Regions from separate parts of the Mus musculus genome. Here regions 1, 3 and 4 are each linked to region 2. The links are chromatin contacts, called in public Hi-C and HiChIP or PLAC-seq maps. All regions are on one chromosome and are shown on one strand. Each heading gives the region's core, a stretch centred on a gene start, on an enhancer-like site or on the middle of the called end of the contact. The rest is flanking DNA. Distances are from core to core; before and after follow the strand shown. Region 1 overlaps Lpp (LIM domain containing preferred translocation partner in lipoma). Region 2 has its middle 7.8 kb from the start of Gm32126. Region 3 overlaps Lpp (LIM domain containing preferred translocation partner in lipoma). Region 4 overlaps Lpp (LIM domain containing preferred translocation partner in lipoma).

The links. A called contact is a pair of places that touch in the nucleus more often than the background predicts. HiChIP or PLAC-seq counts read pairs in DNA pulled down with a chosen protein or histone mark.
Region 1: a contact with region 2 is called in a FOXA1 HiChIP or PLAC-seq map of pancreatic cancer cells. The contact joins two enhancer-like sites. A contact is called at or near these places in 2 of 115 datasets of contacts at active chromatin or transcription factors (bone marrow-derived macrophages and pancreatic cancer cells).
Region 3: a contact with region 2 is called in an H3K4me3 HiChIP or PLAC-seq map of bone marrow-derived macrophages, with 5 times the contacts expected there. The contact joins two enhancer-like sites. A contact is called at or near these places in 1 of 484 Hi-C or Micro-C datasets (cerebellar granule neurons) and 2 of 115 datasets of contacts at active chromatin or transcription factors (acute myeloid leukemia and bone marrow-derived macrophages).
Region 4: a contact with region 2 is called in a Hi-C map of the MNK3 cell line, with 4 times the contacts expected there. The contact joins two enhancer-like sites. A contact is called at or near these places in 2 of 484 Hi-C or Micro-C datasets (the MNK3 cell line and bone marrow-derived macrophages) and 4 of 115 datasets of contacts at active chromatin or transcription factors (CD8 T cells, large pre-B cells, regulatory T cells and 1 more).

Annotation. Positions count from the first base shown.
Region 1 is chr16:24,800,014-24,802,898 of GRCm38.p6, forward strand. The region is part of intron 8 of Lpp (LIM domain containing preferred translocation partner in lipoma); the gene reads left to right. Among named protein-coding and RNA genes, the nearest start is that of Mir28a, 26 kb to the right of the region's middle. Within about 2 kb of position 1,493, at least 3 of the 459 cell types and tissues checked have an H3K27ac peak or open chromatin away from gene starts, as enhancers often do. A contact at or near this core is called in pancreatic cancer cells, where this site is marked.
Region 2 is chr16:24,150,253-24,153,214 of GRCm38.p6, forward strand. No RefSeq gene overlaps it. Among named protein-coding and RNA genes, the nearest start is that of Gm32126, 7.8 kb to the right of the region's middle. Within about 2 kb of position 1,294, at least 134 of the 459 cell types and tissues checked have an H3K27ac peak or open chromatin away from gene starts, as enhancers often do. A contact at or near this core is called in the MNK3 cell line, bone marrow-derived macrophages and pancreatic cancer cells, where this site is marked.
Region 3 is chr16:24,932,588-24,935,287 of GRCm38.p6, forward strand. The region is part of intron 10 of Lpp (LIM domain containing preferred translocation partner in lipoma); the gene reads left to right. It overlaps Gm52245 (a long non-coding RNA gene), which reads right to left. Exons shown (of 3, transcript XR_003951917.1): 3 at 28-534. Among named protein-coding and RNA genes, the nearest start is that of Gm52245, 7.5 kb to the right of the region's middle. Within about 2 kb of position 1,299, at least 74 of the 459 cell types and tissues checked have an H3K27ac peak or open chromatin away from gene starts, as enhancers often do. A contact at or near this core is called in bone marrow-derived macrophages, where this site is marked.
Region 4 is chr16:24,885,806-24,888,505 of GRCm38.p6, forward strand. The region is part of intron 9 of Lpp (LIM domain containing preferred translocation partner in lipoma); the gene reads left to right. Among named protein-coding and RNA genes, the nearest start is that of Gm22672, 3.0 kb to the left of the region's middle. Within about 2 kb of position 1,251, at least 19 of the 459 cell types and tissues checked have an H3K27ac peak or open chromatin away from gene starts, as enhancers often do. A contact at or near this core is called in the MNK3 cell line, where this site is marked.

The DNA of each region.
Region 1 (2,885 bases), core at 243-2,742, 650 kb after region 2:
TTCGTTGACCATTTCCTCCATCTCTGTTACATACCCCATCCCTGTGTTTCTTGTGGACAGGATAAGTTTTGGGTTGAAAGTTTTGTGGGTGGGTTTGTATCCCTATTGCTCCATTGGAGTTCCTGCCTGGCTATTGGAGGTGGCCTCTTCAGGTTCCATAACCCCAGTGCTGTGAGCCACAGCTAAGGTCACACCTGTTGATTCTTGGGTGCCTTTCTCATCCCAAGTCTCTGTCCTTTTCCTAGCAATATCTCCTACCTCCCCACCCCTGTCAGCTGCAGATTTCCATTCATTCACATGACCATCTGGCCATCCCTCCTGCCCCTCCCCACATCTGATCCCAATTCACCCCCTATTCCCCATCTCCTCAGTTACTTTTCTATTACTGTCATAAAATATCATGACCAAAAGCAACTTAGTAATGAAGAAAGAATTTCAGAGTATTAATATCACTCATTCACAAATGATGTGGCACAGTGGCAATAACAAGAAGCTAGTTGGTCACATTTCATCAGCACAAAGGACACAGATAGAAAAGACAAAACCTGCAAAATGCACCCCCAATGAGGACCTTTCTTCAGCTAGGTTCCTTCTCCTAGAGTTCGATAATCTCCCAATGCAGTGCCACTGTTGAATAATCTCTGAATGCAGTGCCACCATCTGGTCCCACATATTTCAAACACATGAACCTATAAAGAGTATTTCTTATGCCAACCCCTGTATCCTCTCAACTTAGGAAATGCTATATTAGCCAGCGATCATGTTCCATTCTCACGATGCTGGAAGATGGTGACATTGTGATCCTTTCTGCTTGCTCTATTGCTGGACTGATGAACTAGTATTTGAGGTCACCTGTGTAACGCTGAAGACAAAAGAGTCACTTGGTAATCCCCTGGGGCCCTATTTTCACATAGCACTTAGGTTTGAAAGTTGCAAGAGGATTTAGTGAAATAATGATGGAACAATTTGGAGATTTGTGTTCTTTCAGGAAATACAGGTGTTCTTAGTAACCACAGAGCTGGCAGTCTACTGTGCATTTCTGCTTTGCATGTCCAAATATAAACTAGATGCTTAATGTCTAACAATAGCAGTTATCGCCTATTAAGCTGCTTATGGTATAAAATAATGTATTCTATATCACTCAAAGTTCTTTCTATAGCATTGTACTGGTTATATATGTCGAATGCCTCTTTCACGAGGTCTTTATGATCATGAAGTATATTGCCTGGAATATGTTATCATAGATGGAGAACGTAGTCACAGCCAGTAGCCATAAAGCCTGCACTGCTTTCTAGCAAAGCAACCTTCACATGCTGTCTGATTTGAAGTCTTGCATCTTTAAGATAGGATCCTAGTGTTACACACAGCTATCTGTGTAGATGTATAGCTCACACATTTACAAGAAAAGGAACCAGGGTGACTTTAGTATAGTTCTCTGCCATTCATTTATTTCAGGAATGTTTCTTTGGGTGTGTTCCAAAGTATATTTGTATAGTAAAAGTCTTATCAGGCAAGCTGGCAAACTAGTGGCTTGGGGCCCCAGTAGAAGAGACACACCGGTTCTCGCTGATCAGTTCTTCGAGATTACTTCAAATCCCTGTTCACTTTTACAGTCTGGCAACACTTCTCACAGAAACTCATTACACAGATCAATGTCTGACAAGATTATTTTACTTTGATTTTATGCAATGTGTTTTGCTTGTGGTTTGGATCTTGTGCCATACAAACACCTTCTCCTGCGCACAATTCCAGTGCTGGAAAGCTGATAGAATCTTTTTAACTTTAATGTTCTTTTCCCCCTTAGTCTTCATTGATTCCCTTTTAATTTCTCTGTTCCTTATCATAGGCATAAGCATATTATTGATTGTATTGATTATGTCTTTTAAAACTAATGAAGTGAAGAGATATACCTCATCTCTATGCAGCTGGCTTCATTTTGCTTTTGTGACATCCTCACCTGCTCATGAGTGTGGCTCACAGTCCTCTGGACCGGATTATCATTCTTATTCAGATGATTTCCCCCAACAATGTATTTATTGGTTCTGCATTTGCATATGAAAAGAGAACCTGAGATGCTTGTCACAGTTCTTTAAGGAAGCTTTCACTCTTTTCCAAATCAGCATCATTTTCTAATGTGTACATGCAGTCAAGTGTATAGGGCAAATATTTGTCTATTGTTTAATTCTCTTGCTCACAAGCTCCTTTTAAGTACTTAGTGCCCTTTTATACATATGTACAATGACTGTAGGAATTGTTAAGTGGTTAAAAATCAAAGCACAATAATATACTTCAGCATTTCTGTTAAGTTTTTCATTCACTTATTTTAGGCCCCAAAAATAAGCATCATAGAATGTCCTTTCTGATATAAAGTAGAGTTCTCATGTGTGAATAAGTATCTCTGTGTGTGTGTGTGTGTGTGTGTGTGTGTGTGTGTGTGTGTGTGTGTGTGTGTGTTTGAGAGTGTTTACCACAGTTTCCAGTCATTCACCAAGAATGCAGTTGTTGTATCCTATGAGAGCATTTCAGGAAGCTGGCAGTCTTCTGAAGCGGGTGGGCCACTGCATCTTTTTTTTTTTTTCCATTTTTTATTAGGTATTTAACTCATTTACATTTCCAATGCTATACCAAAAGTCCCCCATATCCACCCACCCCCACTCCCCTGCCCACCCACTCCCCCTTTTTGGCCCTGGTATTCCCCTGTACTGGGGCATATAAAGTTTGCAAGTCCAATGGGCCTCTCTTTCCAGTGATGGCCGACTAGGCCATCTTTTGATATATATGCAGCTAGAGTCAAGAGCTCCGGGGTACTGGTTAGCTCATAATGTTGTTCCACCTATAGGGTTGCAGATCCCTTTAGCTCCTTGGCTACTTTCTCTAGCTCCTCC
Region 2 (2,962 bases), core at 44-2,543:
GCAGCTGCATAATGCGATCCGTCCCCCATTTCTTTTGTTTGAGCTGCCAAGGATCTCAAACACATGCTACGTGCCTCATTAAAATTATTCTTATTGTGGATTTTCTTCTTCTAACTCTTCTCATCTTCCGGGACAAGGTCTTAATCTTCTCACTCTGCTTTTCTGATCAGGATACCCATTTTGGAAGTAAGGAGCATGTAGGTAAAAAAAAAAAAAAAAAAAAAGTGCAGACTGATCTGTCTTAGGAAAGAAAGGTGGGAAGATCAGTCCTCATTCTGGGGTGGTGGCTATACCTTCATTTGCAACACAGGTTAACCATTAATATTCAAAAGACTAATGATGAATCTTTGCATGGCGCTTTCCATCCATAAAACAAATACTTCCCCATGCATGATCTCATTTTGTAAGTAGCAATTGCACTGTACTGATGGGGTCAGGGAAGGTCAGAGAGATTAAGTGTCTAGCCAAAGGTCAAAAAGGACCTTGGACCTTCTACTGCTGAGCTGGGTTCTGTTGGTTCTTTCTCTCTGCACTCTGTCTCCCATTGACTTCTCTTTTAAGCCAGCACCTTCACCCTCCTCCTGGGCAAGATATTTTTGAACATGAAAACTAGAACCAAACAGATATGCTGTTTTAGTGGGCCTTTCCCGTCTTGAGACGGTCTGTAAAATGCCTGGAAACCACTTATGGCTGAGTGCAGGAGACCCGAGCTCCCTGCCACCTGCCCAGGGTTTCATGCTATAGTCTCTGATAAGCTTCTTCCTTCTCAATAAACTCTAAATAAGTGCAAATTACTTCTCCCTGTCCCTAACCCCTAACTATCATACAGAAGCTTGTTGGGACAGTCAAAGGGGAAAATGGCTGTTAATTGTTGAGGCTTTTTGGTGGGAAGGCACATGATAAGATCTCAGGGCCAGGCACTTCCACCAAGTGGCTCAGTTCTCTGGTTTCCTTTAACATGACAGTACAGTGCTGGGAGGCACTGCATTTGTGATTCTGTTTCCTTCCATCTCAGGTCACTTACCCACTGCCAAGTGCACCGTCAATGCTCTGGGGATGGCCCAGAAGAGCCACTGCCTCTAGAACCATGTGGAAGGACCTTGAAAGGCATGTGTACCAATGATGTTGTGTCTGATCCAGATTAGGCCAGACCCCATTCTGGTTTCCCATTAGGCCCCAGATCCTGCCCACAGTCTGGGGGGGGGGGGGCTGGAGAGGCTAATCTCAAAGGGCCAGATATGAGTCAGTTTCCACACTCAACACCAGGCGTGTGGCTTCCTGAAGCACAGACAAGGAAGTGCTGAATTTCAAAGAGCAAGGTTTTTTTTTTTTTTTTTTCTTTGCATACCATATCCGGAACTGAAACCACCGATTCATTTCACTTTAGATCTCATACTAACATTCAGATCGTCAATTATAGTCCAGAGATAAGATGCCGAGGCTTCATCAGCCCTGTCCTTGTCTCCCCTCACGCCCCCGTTTCTTTTGCTGTGTTATTGCAGGATTCTTCCCTTTCAACTTTTTCGCTTTCAGTGTAAACAGCACAGACTGTGGAAGGTGTGTTGGATATATATATATAATAATGAGTCAAATATCTAAATATCTCTTGAGAGCATGGCTAAGCTCAGAACTTCCCTCTTCCCTCAGTGGTCACCTCAGCTCTTTGTGAGTGTGGCTGTAGGTTCGGTTATCCCATGCCATACGATAAGTGGCTCGGTGAGAGTGACTGACACCTTGTTAGCTCGTGACAGCGGTTAAAAGATGAACGCTGCGGACAGATTCATGCAAAGTACCCTCAGGAGGAGAGAGGCCACTGAAAACAGACACATCCTCTGAGCTCTGCCTGCAGCATCAACCTGTTAGCAGGAAGAAGGATTCCTGCACTTACATAGCAAGTACAAACAACTTTCACATCCTTTCTCTCTCCTGATGCTTACCAGAACTTCTGAGATCAGTCATACAAGCCTTACCCTCCACACTTTAGAGATGACAGGACCCAGAGCTACTGAGAGTGGAAAGATGGGCCTGCGCAGTAACAGTGAGAAATCTACACCTCAGTGATATGGTTCCCAAGTCCAGTCTTCCGGTAACTTCCATCAAACCTTATGTATAATTCTTTAGTGCACTGTAGCCCACAATCTAAAGCTCTAGACATCTGTTGACCTTTTAAGTCTTAAGATCATGCAGGTCAAGGTTAATGGCTAATGGATAATTACATTTACACAACCCCTCTAGGCCTCAGTTTTCATTACTCTAAAGATGAAGAAATGCTATTAAATTTAGTGCTGCTTGCATTTCCAGCACTCTGTGCATGAGTAACTGCTGAATTCAAAGTATTTGCTCTGCAGCCTGAGTGCCCAGGATGGCAGTACTGTTAGGCAAAAACAGCCACCTGACTTCCATGGTAAAATAAGTAAGAGGAAAGCACCATTATCAATAAGACTTCATAGGTCTACGAGAGAGGGGACTACAGATATATATTAGTCCTCCAACTTGGTCCTAGACCATGAAAGATAAGCATCCTGTAGTGTTATTACGATGGGCAGTAGAGACATCCTTGATGATCCCATTGGTCTCTCAAGGGAGCAGGACAAATTCTGACAAAGGTTTTATGACCACCCCAGCCCTACAAATCCCCAACCCTACCCTCTGCTGGTGTTTCACATGCTAGGCCATGCAGTGTGGTCCTTCAAGCCCAGTCCCACCTGAAGCTGAGTGATACTGACTATACACTGACTATACATGTGATAGACTAGGTCCTAACACAGCAGCCAAGGGAACTGTGGTTTTATAAAAGTTCCCACAGTCCATTTGAAAGCAAAGACTTACACATATTATCTGAACTTAGGAATTAGGACAGTGCCTTGGATTGTCTTGGTTCTTTACTATCTTTTCTTTTTTTCTTTTTCTTTTTTTGGAGAGCAGAATCCCATGGTTCTCTTACAGTGGGAGAAGAGAGATG
Region 3 (2,700 bases), core at 49-2,548, 780 kb after region 2:
AATCTGCCTGCCTCTGCCTCTGCCGCTGCCTCTCGATGCTGAGATTTAAGGTGTGCTCACTGCCGGCCTGGCAGCTTCCTTCTTCTTATGAATAATAATGTGGGAAGCCTAGGGAGTCTCTTTTGGCAGTCAAGACATCTTCACTTGTGTCTGTAGCAGTTTCAGTGACTGCTTTTCTCCCTTTAGCTATTTCCTCCCTCGAGCCTCCCAGCAATTGCTAGGGTTTCATAGTTCATGCTAGCTGGACAGATATTACTCTGGAGTCCTGGAAAAAGTAGAAAGTAAGGTGAGAATCACTTAGTTATTCTCTTCAGCAAAACTGTTAATGTTGTTTATATGACAGGCAGTCTGGAATAGAGTGCCTTGGGCAAACTGTTTAACATGTTTACAATCGGCCTCCGGGCAAGTGGAAGGTAGGCGTTTCCATGCACAAATGTCATTGTCCTTGAAGCACCCAACTCCTTGTGAACAATATTGTGTGTCAGCATTCTTCCCAACCAAAAGGGCCAAGTCTGTGTTCAGTTCAGTTGACTTCTGAAAGACAAGAAAAATAACTTGCCATGAGACTGTTCTGATTCTAATGCAAATTTGACTGATGTTAATTTTTCCTTATCTCTAATGAATTTCTGTGTGTGTGTGTGTGTGTGTGTGTGTGTGTGTGTGTGTGTGTGTGTGTGTTTATAAAACCTACGAGGGTTTTCATCTCTGTCTCTAAAGAACCACTTTCGTAGAATCCCACTTTTAAAAAGATACCTGAAAGCCTATTGTGTGCAACATCTGGCTCTCTGGAAATCTGTCAGAAGGAAACTTTTTTTTAAAAAAAGTTGTAAAATAAATAAAAGCCGATTTTGAAAGCATTTAAGTGGACATAGAGATTGCACGAGGAAGGCATTTATTCGAACTGGGTAATTGGCGACACTTCCTCAGGGAGGATGGGAAGGTCTGTGGCACATGATGTTAGTGGGAAAGAGGGGACAAGGATAAGAACCCTAGATGAAGATGTGAAGGCAGGAAGATTGACACATGCGTAGTCATAATCCCAGGGGCAAGAGGGCAGAGGACGAATGGAAGAGCCAGGTAGAGACCAAGCAGCTGAGCATTTTGAGAGCAAACTCTCCAGTTGATCGGAAAGCTTTGAGTGTGCTACTGCAGCCTGAATAAAAGTCTGTCTGCAGCTGCTAAACAGTAAGCAGATCAAACTGGCATTTTATCAGAAAAGGAAGATCTTGTTCTAGTCGCAGTAGATGAGAGGTCTCAGAAGGTTGCGCATTGTGATTTCAGCTACACATGCAAATCCACAAGACTCGGAGCTCATTTTTACTGTTGTGCAACAGGGTTAGTTTTGTTTTGAGCTGAGTCTCCCAAGGAAGTGTGGTAATCAGATTTCTAAATCCATCACATTAAGCCCTGTCAGCAGTGAATCATTGCCTATGTGTTAAAGGTCAAAAAATTTCCCTTTAGAAATTCATTATGGTGGTGACTGGAATGTAAATTTGAATGTTCATGTGTAGTGGGTGTGAATTCAACAGATAAAAGGCCAGAGGAGACACAGAAAAGTCCATGTTGTTATTATTTTAGGTCAGATATTTACAAATTGTACTTTAAAAGTTATGACTGCAAAAACAAAGAGTGCGTATCTTTCTGTCTTGTTTGGGCAAGGCTGTGTGCTGGCTAGTAAGAGGAGGAGCCGGTGTGCTCACACTCCCAGTGTGAACTATTACACTATTGTTCACATTTGCTTTTCCTCACTAATGTGCCCACCCACCTTAGCAGATCCCCAGCTCAATTTCCTGGAATTGTCCTATCAGAAAGTCCTGACTTCAGGACTGGATCCATGTGTGCTGCGTGTGTGCTACCATTGAGTTGAAGACTAGTTTTTATTTTCAGTATTCTTGAAGGTTTATCATCATTGTCATCACTATTATTGCTACTACTGCTACTATTACTATTATTACTATCATCATCATCATTATTATTGGTAAGTTTAACTTTCCGTGGAGTGAACCTAGACCACTAAGCTGAACTCACTCTAAATGTTTCAGAGAATTAAAATACAACACTTCTCTATAAATTTTTAAGAAAAATCTAAGTTTCTGTTTAAAAACAATCAAAAAGTGAATGCAGTGTCTTTACAGGTTGTGATGCATTCAGGAGTAGTTACGAGACAAGTAGAGTGATTGCATTACCTTCCATGAAGCTCTTGGGGAAAAATTGTCTATGTGCATGAGTGTTGTGTCTGTGCATGTGTCTATACACCACCTGAGTGCTTTGTGGACATAGAGTCTAGAAGAGGGGGTTAGATTCACAGGACTGGAGTTACAGACAGTTGTGAGCCTCCATGTGGATGCTGGGATTTGAACCTGAGTCCTCTAGTGTGCTTTTAACCCCTGACCCTTCTCTCCAGCCTTCTTTCTGTGTAGCTCTTACTAATATTTCCACTGCACCAATATTGTTTCCCACGCTGCTAGACTTTAGTTCTGAGCTTCTTGAACATGCTCTGAGTTCCAGGCCATTTCCATCCTCCTGGCCAGCACGATGATGCTCACGTCTAGATTTGGCCATTTTCAGAGCTGACGCACAGGCACTATGTCAAGCCTGTTAGGACAGTTTTCTCTAAAGCTCTCTGGGTGATCCTGACACTACAACATAGTGTTTCCAGTGGTTTCCATTGTGATTTTCATATTTTTACAGACATTCAAT
Region 4 (2,700 bases), core at 1-2,500, 740 kb after region 2:
GAAATGTTCCATGGACTCACCTATAGCGTGATCTTATGAGGGAATTTTCTCAGTCGAGGTTTCCTCCTCTCAGATGACTATACCATGTGTCAAGTTGGCATACAACTAGCCAGCAAAAAAGCAAAGGACTAACAAGAGAGGAAAAGGACCACAAAGGGAAGGATAGCAGAGTTTGAGGTACTGACTATGTCCTTATAGACTTGCTTGAATATGTCTTTTGCATACAGTTATTACTAGGAAGATGTTTTAAAATAACTTTTGTGAGCAAATACAAACAGCAAGCAGGCTTGAAAATACCTCTGGAAGCTCATATCCTGTACTTGCTTAGCCTATTGGTTTTCCTAGACTGCCTGTCTCTCCTTACATCTCGCCTATCATGCATTTGGAATTCAGTCTGGCTATTCAGGCTTAGCTCAACTATTAAGACATCCATAAGGCATTTAAATTTATAGTACTAGCATGACAACCACAGGTTTCAGTACATTGAGGAAGCCCTTGTAGTGTCCCAAGATAAAGGAGACCTGATTTATATACTTGGTTTCACCAACATTAAGGACATTGTTACATGTGGAAAAGAGAAGATAGGTACACAGGATCCCAGGCTGGCCACAGACAGTAGTAACATATGAAATCTTTTGGTATGTGTATCAGCTTTCCGGACCTCTGCTCCTGGAATATTTGATTTGCTAAGCATCCATTGCTTAGAAGCTCTGCATGCCGGCCCTGTGCCAGAGCTCCTTGCTTCCTGCTGCCTAGTCAACTGTGCTTCCTTCATGCCCTGGTGCCTAGAGGCCTGCCGACATTCCTCTGGCCTTTCCTGTTTAAGGCACTGAGGATTTTGTCTAAGTGACAGGCTGTGGTATGCTTTTACTAATGTGTTGTCTGAGTCCCTCTCAAAGCAAAGATACCCTCTGCCTGAGTTGCTTGCTCTGCATTCTGAATGCTCTCCTGAGGAATAGTTTATATATTCTTGTTAATGTAAAGGGGGAACATTTGGGCGCCTTGTTTTCTGTTGCTGGTTTGTAGACCTATTTTTAACTTTTGTTCTTTGCTGTTTTTTCCCCCTATGATTGTGAATTGGAAGGTGTCAGACTGGCTGCCCTTGAGGCTGGTGTCCCTAATTTATCCCAAGAATAGGAAGAATTTAAAGGAGGTAACAAAACTGGTCAGGCCCAGGTCCGGGTCCAGCACATTAGCCCAACCTACTCTGGAAGAATATTCTCCAGACGTAAAGAGAGACTTGTTTCTGAGAATGTAGGCCATCTGCTTCTGTGGCGAGCACACAGATGCTCGTTGAGGCCAGTGGTTTGCATCCAGTAAGCCACAGATGTTCATCCTTTCTTTGGCGGTGGGGGTGGGGCAGAAAGCAGCATTTTTCTGCCTCCCCCCTCTACCTGTCAAAATTGCATTCTCAATTGCCTTTCCTGGGAAAACTCTTGCAGAGGTGTTTTAGATGTGACTTCCCTTGCATATTTCGGTAGCACTTTTCTCTGCAGTGTGCCACACATGGTGCCTTAGACTGTTGAACCCGGGAAATTCCTCAGTCATGGTAAGAAGCGCTAGTGGTGACTAGTCCACTTCTTCTTGTCACACAAAAGCACACTGAAGTACTGGACAACGAGCTGACGTGAAGGAGATTGAAAACGAAATATTTTTCTTTCTGGAGCAGGCTTTCACTGTAGGCTGGTGATCAAAGATGTCCCATACCTGGGATAGCTGTCTAACTCTCCAGATGCCTTATAGGCTCAGGATATACATTCTTGTGCTGCACTTTGAACCAGAATAAGACAGCTGCTACTGCTGCCTAGCCAGCCACTGTGCCCCTCTCATGACCCCATCCTTATTTTGCCAAAGTATGTTTCTTAGATCCCTTGTGCTGCTTGACATCCTGTTAAGTGGTCCTTTCTGACTTAAACAAAACAAAAGGGAAAGTTAATATAGAAGAATAAGTGTGTTGACTTATATTGAATTTATAATATAAAAATCTACTTCTCATTCGAATCCAGTGGACTTGTAATAATGTTCACATGCTTTAATCTATTTTCCGCAACCCTCAGTGTGTTTTCTACAGTGAAATGCCATTTGTTGGCATAAAATTCTCAGAGGTATGGCATCATTTTTCAAACAGAGTATGCTTCATTTGATAGTAAGCCAGTAAAGTTTGGAGATGTGGTTTTGTTTTCAGCCTAATTACGAAAAGAGTGACAAATGAAAAAATTAATTTTCTTATTCTAACCAAAAAAGTATATGAATTTAAAGCATTTCTAACTATATGTCTAATGATAAAACAACTATAAACTATATTACAAATATCACAATTGTATTAAACATCAAGAAGATAGCCTGAAATTTCACATTAATATAGTTGTAGCAGACACAGTCCATTTTTTAAGACTTAAACTTCTTTTTCTCAGTGTTTCAAATTAGTTTGTTTGTTTTTTAAGATATGCTCCAATCCTGCAAAAGAATACAAAGGAATATTTACAGGACCACATGCAATCTGAGAGAAATATATTTACCTCTTCTCACTCATTGAAACATTTACCCCTCCCAGTTTTGAGTGTGAAGTGGCTGTCAGTCCAATGTGACGGGGTGCTGAAAGCCTTCTTCAATGAGAAGTCATTCCATAATGCCCCATATACCAGATCTGCACTGATGAACAGGCAGTGCAGCTGTGGGGCTGGAATAGATACTTTATCC